Regions from separate parts of the Siniperca chuatsi genome. Here region 1 is linked to region 2. Evidence: chromatin contacts called from public Hi-C data. All regions are on one chromosome and are shown on one strand. The core of a region is the stretch at or near the end of the contact, and the rest is flanking DNA. Distances in the headings are between cores, read along the strand shown.

Region 1 (3,237 bases), core at 384-2,883, 130 kb after region 2:
GGAGGCAGACCATTTCTTGACTGGGACAAGTAACTTCCCTGAGTCTGGTTGTCCTGGCCAAGAAATAGTTTGGCACGTAAACCACCGTAATTTTTTGTACGGATTAAACAAACAAGATACCAAATGTAAATTAGTGAGATTTAGAGATGCTGGTTGGCAGATTTTGTTCCCGTTGGACAGAGCCAGGCCAGCTGTTTCGACCTCTTTCCAGTCTTTATGCTAAGCTAACTTAGCTGGCTGCTGGCTGAAGCTGCATACTTAGTGTACAGACATCTAACTCTCTGCATGAAAGCAGATAAGCGTATTTCCCAAAATGTCAAACTTTTCCTTTAAATATCTTAATAAGCCAGTTTGCACAACTATAAGCGACGACACCTGTAACATCAGCAGCTGCAACCCCAACATTAGCTGTCTGTTTCTGTGCTGCTCCAACATTTCAACATGAAAATAAACTTTACAACACAGAGAAATAGAAAATAATTTGCTGAATTTTTGAAGCCTCCCAAAAATGTGATTGTCATGTTGTCAGGGGGTCCTAGGTGTTCGAGACCCCAGAGACCCTCATTGATGAGAACACAAGATAAGATAAGATAAACCTTTATTGATCTCCAGATGGGAAGTTCAGGTGTTGCAGCAGCACAAGGACAGAAATAAGTGAGAGATAAATAAAGGAGGAAGTAAAAATAAATAATTAGAAGTATAAAAATAAGAATAGAAATAGAAATAAAAATAGAAACTAGCACATGAGCAATTAAAGTCAAAATTACAAGGCAACAGTGACATAGTGGTGTGATTATATACATGTACAGTATTAAAGGGTCCACAAGTGAGAGGAAGGGGTAAGTGTCCCTCAGCTTCACTAACTTCATTAATTAAGACTTCAACAGCAACATAAGTTTTAAAATCCTCAGTCCTTAAAAAATCAGCAATGTCTGTATTTCCCCAAAACACCTTCAGCCACATGAATAAATGAACCCAGAAGATCAACACGAGGTGATGTTTTTATCTGGATTTCTTTTCCTAACAACTTTTTAAATCCATCAGTGAAGCAGCCTGTGAGAGGACACTTTTCTTCAAGCCATTATTTGTTTTGTTTAGGCAGTGATGACTGGACTGGAGTGTGTCTGACTTCAGTGTGTCTGCTGAGTGGTCCTTTTAATCATTATCCTGACTTGAACTGACTGTGTGTGTGTGTGTGTGTGTGTGTGTGTGTGTGTGTGTGTGTGTGTGTGTGTGTGTGTAGAAGTATTTGTAATAAAACTTCTGTTATGTGCTGCTGCAGTCACGCCTTCACTCTCATCTACACACACACACACAACCTCTCACACATCTAAAGCATCTCACGGTTTTACTTGCGGGCGAAACTCCATAAGCATTTTTTCAAAAAGGCAAAATGAACACACACACACATGCACACACACAGAGAGGCAGGTCCAGTGAGTACTAGGAGCCTGTTCAGATTTGTGAATGAAAGACTTTCTGTCTCCTTCCTCCCTCTCTCTCTCTCTCTCTCTCTCTCTCTCTCTCTCTCTCTCTCTCTCTCTCTCTCTCTCTCTTCCTCTCTCTCTCTCAGTGGAAAGTATTTTTGGCACAACTCCAGAAACTTCTCAGTGGTGGGAAAACACACACACACACACACACTGTGAAAAGTGATGAGTGTGGACTGTAGTTTTGTCCTGGACACACAGTCTTTGTGTGAGCGTGTGTATTTGTTTGTTTGTCAGCAGGTGGCAGGGTTCGATCCTTCCCAGCATGCACTCAAGACGTAGGGAACACAAAGTCCCTTTTGGAGTTCAGATGGAAGTGGAGTAGTTGGAATTGATCTCAACAAATCAATCTCAAACCAAAGCTGAATTATAGCTAAACTATAGCAATCAATTTAAAAGGCCTTCAAACCAAATAAATAATCAATAACTCCTTTATAGAAGCAGGTGAATTCAGTTGATGGACAAAGTCAACATGCAAGGTCAAAGGTTACAGGTTTAAGTCCTTTAAAGCCTAGACTTCTTTTTGGTTGGATTTCACTCCTTTTATTTACATCCTTATGTCATAGTCTTAACTAGGCATGTCATATAGGTCATTGTTATTTTCAGAATAAGTTAAGCAACTCATAAATGGCATTATTTGGCATGTCAGTAGTACTATACATGCTTTAGGACCTGTCAAAGAGAATTTAATTTAATTTATTTGTGATGTTTAATGATATTACTGAAGCAAGAAACATGACAAAATTGTCTAAGAGTTTGTTTTTCAAAAAACTAAACAGAGGGAAAAAGTTAGATTATAATAAATAGTGCAATTTAGAAAACTAATTTCTACATACAGTAATACAGTATAAGCAATCAAAACTTCATGAAATATTGTCAATCATTTGTGATATTGCAGAATTATGTAGAAAAAGCAAGTAAAAACGTTGTAGCCTGACATAAAATGACCTGCCCTGTGTCATTTTTTGCAGTGTGCGACCACCCAGACACTCTCTCTCTCCCAGATGCTGTATTTCCCTGCTGCTCGCTCTGTCCCTCCCTCCTCAGCTCCTGATTGGCTGCTGAAGTTTGGCGGGCTTTGCTTCTCTTCCTGACCGCCACTGCTGCTGCAGTCAGCGAGGCAACACATGGGAACAAAAGTTCAGCAGGGTGGTTGCGCCAACAATGCATCCGCGAACACAACCTGCTCTGTAAACAGGACGTCGGCTCGAGGCCAAGAGGCTGAAACCAGCAGGAGCAACAGAAACAGTTTCACAGATGGACGAGTTCTGTTTGAGTCCACAGAACAGAACAACCAGGAGTCTGAAAAGATAAAACTAAATGTTTCTCTAAAACAGGTGTCTTCTCAAAACAGCACTCTGTATATTTCACACATGCGCATTTCACCACCGATGTACATGTCTGTCTGCTCATATCCCTGGTTAACATGTTCAATTTGAACACGTATGTTAAAGTCAGGGACAACACTTGTGTCAGATGTGTTATTCTGACACTAAGATAATGTATGTTCACATATAATTTGATAATTGTATAGTTAGAGTACTGCACAATCACAATTAAACACAGAAATAACACATTCCTCCTCTTACAGATAAAAAGTTGAATTCACGAGAAATAAAACGCACCTTTGTTCAATTCATTACACTACACAGCTACAGCCTTACTTGGTCTGGTATGACCAGTAGCTAATGGTGGCTAATGTTAGCTAAGAGTCAGGTCTCTGTTTTTATAGTGTTACTCTTCTCTACTT
Region 2 (3,403 bases), core at 148-2,647:
GACACTAACACTAGACCTTTCACAGACTGCCAGTGCTGTGAAAAGTCACATGAATATGAAAAAGTAATACATGAATAGATAGATAATTTTGGTCACATTATAAAAATAACACAACTGAATCTGTGTGGTATGTCCCTGCCTTCAAAGCAGTCTGGCAGTCCAACAATATTCTTGAAAACCACAACAATTAAATGATCAAGAACAGAACATTTGCTTTAATTTGTAGGCGGACCACTACCGAAATAGGGGAATGGATGTTAAAGGGTTAACCGGCCTAATGATTTGAAAAGCTCACATCAGTGTTGAGAAGTATGCTTGTGATTTACTTTATAATCAAGTGATAATAATCTTGTTTTTTTTTTATCTACAAACGTACGCAGCTGGGATCAAATCAACATAACTCTGCCAGAGAAAAGTATTATCAGTATCAGCTATAGTATGCGTTATTCTTGTGAAACACTGAGTAAACCTGACTAGTGTCTTACATTTATGAATGAATATTTCCTCTTCCCTCCTCTGATCTTTGACCTACTCATTCACGGTAGCTTGTACCATCAGTGTTTTGGGATGTGGACATTTTTATGGTGATTTAATTATTATGAGCTTCTCCAACAAATACAGAGAAGCGAAATTAAAGTCAAGGGAGCTGTGTGTGGGTGTGTGGGTGGGTGTGTTGGTCAGATCATCACTGTAAATAGGAAATTGTCCCTGACTGATCTCAGTGGTTAATTAAAGGTAGAGAAAATAATGACAAGCATGAATGAAGATTTAAGAAGCATGGCATCAGTCTCTTCTGTCTGACTGTGGAGACATAAACCACAGTTTCTCTCTTCAGATCAGTCCAGTGGATATTGTGCTGAAATGACTAGTCCATCTATTAAAACAAAATCTACGGATCACAAATTTAACTTGTTATTCAATTAAGCTATTTATTATCAGGCTAATGTCATGTAGTCTGATCCCGGCATGACTCTCCTGTTGTCCTGTGGAGGCTGCAGACATGTTCTACCTCTGCCTCACATTTTTTTCCAGCTGCTTCTTTTCACTTGCCAGTGACACGCTTCACTTGGAGGTCATAACATGTTGGAGGTTCATGCTGTGCAGGTGTTCCAACCAACCAGGAGGAGTCACTCGTACTGCAACAAGGACATTATCTCTTCCCACACGTGAACACGTCCAATTTGTGTTCACTGATTTGCGCAATCAAGCCGGAGGTAGCTCTAGCTGGAACTGAACCCCAGGTGTGTGCGGAGGTGGAGAGGTACTTCCTTTTTTTCCCACTTGTGTTTAGAAATGTATGTTCACCTGAATTTTACTTGTATCTCTGCGTGTTGATGCTTGTAGATGTGTAAAAGTATGTATGTATGTATTAATGACAATGCGTACATCTGTGTGTATGTGAGAAACTTCAGCCTGCTGAGCAACAGCTGCAACAGTCTGAGTTTCATTTCATAATTTTACCAGGAACAGGAAGTGAATTAGTTTGTGTATGTGTACATTTTTGCCTGTGAATGTGCTTGTCTCCATGCTTATGTGTTCACTGTAGTGTGTGTGTGTGTGTGTGTGTGTGTGTGTGTGTGTGTGTGTGTGTGTGTGTGTGTGTGTGTGAGAAGAGAGAGAGAGAGAGAGAGAGAGAGAGAGAGAGAGAGAGAGCTTGTGGTGTAGGTGGACCTCCCCTTGAAATCCCTCTAGCCAAAAAGCTCTCAGCGTTTTTTTTCTCTCTACACATCATTCCACGTGCCTTGTGGATGCCACGTCAGCTGTGTCAGCCTGACTCTGCACAGTGTGTGTGTGTGTGTGTTTAAAGAGCTCTGTATAAGGCTGTCTGCAGCAGCAGGGAGCAGTCAGAGTCCATATTTCATTGTCAGACTCTGGATTTGAGGGATGCAGTTGTGAGTTTAATATTTCTGTAAAGCTGCAGTGAAACTCTTCACAGGCTCAAAGAGTCACTTCAGCTTTGGTCCACTGAGTGTTTCAGTTTACAGCCCCTGTGGTTTCCTGCAGTAAATACTGTATTCAACAACTTGGATGATGGTGTCACTGAAAACTGAACTCAAACAGACTGACCTCAGTTTCATGCAGCATATTATAGCAGAGATGCCTCCCCAGAGAACAAGCCTGCTCATGTTAACTTCAGACGAAATCATTACATTTTTATCAAATATATTATCCCTTAAGGGTAGAAGCAGAGGTACTACACACAGCAAAGACCACATATTTAATAATTGAGGAAGGTGTTTATACCATCTTCTAACAAATGTGTCACATTCTGCCTGATTCACCTCAGCCGGTGACACTGATTGATGAATCATCCAATAAGTCCTCATACCTAAACAACAGAAAAGGTCGATTGCCAACTCCCAAAATGACACATATGACTGTTCCCCAAAACAGGCGTGACGTTAAACATGTGGTTAACGTTATGAAACGGTCACAGTTTGGTTAGGTTTCGGCAACAAAACTACTTGGTTAGGTTTAGGAAAAGATCATGGATTGGGTTAAAATAAGTATGTTACGTTACGTAAGTGGCGTGATGGACATGACGTAAGTCACGTACTTGGTTTCACGCGGGACACGAACCCCGGGCTCCTGGGTGAATGTCCTGTGTTTGTTTGGGGGTTAGGATTAGATCAAAATTACCATGGCCACTAGAGAACCCCACCTAACAATGAACGTAAATATGGGTCTTAATAAGCTGCTTGCACATACGACCTATACGGCCATTTTTCTGGTGAGGACGGGCTGGAATCATCACATCGTATGTTCACTTTGTGGTAATTAATCAGAACAGCACATCGAAATGATGGGGGAAAAAGAAGCAAACAACTCAGTCAGTCACAATCAGTGTGAGGAGAACAGGAGTAGTTCTACGAATACTGGATGAACGCTAGAGATGCAAATTCAGGTATTGCATACTGTCTCTGGTGGTCAGGAAGACTTAAAATGGAAACTCACCACAAAAGCAGAGGAGCTTTCCACCTCTGCTAACCAAGTTCTTTGGGGGAAAACCTGGAGGTCAACATAATGAGTTGAGACAGATGCAGAGAAAAATGCATTGTTAAAAGGAGGCGAATTAAAATAAAAGACAGGATGTTCTCTTAAAGCACAGACGCTGGTGGAAGTGAAGAGGCAGCAGGTGGATGATGGACCTTCATTGGTCAACTCTCCCAGGACAAGATGACAGTCTTGGTTGTGATGGGGAAGTGGAGAACAGCACATGTATTATATTTTTAATTTAATGTATTTATTTAATGTATTTATATTTATTTTATTTATTTATTTGCTTTTATTAGAATTTTTGAATTATATTATTTTCAGTTTTTTTATATAATTTTTGATTCTTTTATTTCATTCCGTTTTTATTTATCAGCCTTTTTTCAACTTTGCTAGATTACCATTACTG

Evidence for each region. Hi-C and Micro-C count contacts between places; a contact is called where the count stands out from the background.
Region 1: a contact with region 2 is called in a Hi-C map of an unstated tissue, with 4 times the contacts expected there. The contact joins two enhancer-like sites. A contact is called at or near these places in 2 of 3 Hi-C or Micro-C datasets (skeletal muscle and an unstated tissue).

What each region holds. Positions count from the first base shown.
Region 1 is chrLG2:5,821,653-5,824,889 of ASM2008510v1, forward strand. No RefSeq gene overlaps it. Among protein-coding and RNA genes, the nearest start is that of LOC122882560, 19 kb to the right of the region's middle. Within about 2 kb of position 1,634, the one cell type or tissue checked has an H3K27ac peak away from gene starts, as active enhancers do.
Region 2 is chrLG2:5,694,409-5,697,811 of ASM2008510v1, forward strand. It overlaps LOC122882501 (a long non-coding RNA gene), which reads left to right. Exons shown (of 4, transcript XR_006379383.1): 2 at 1,054-1,261. Among protein-coding and RNA genes, the nearest start is that of LOC122882501, 3.9 kb to the left of the region's middle. Within about 2 kb of position 1,398, the one cell type or tissue checked has an H3K27ac peak away from gene starts, as active enhancers do.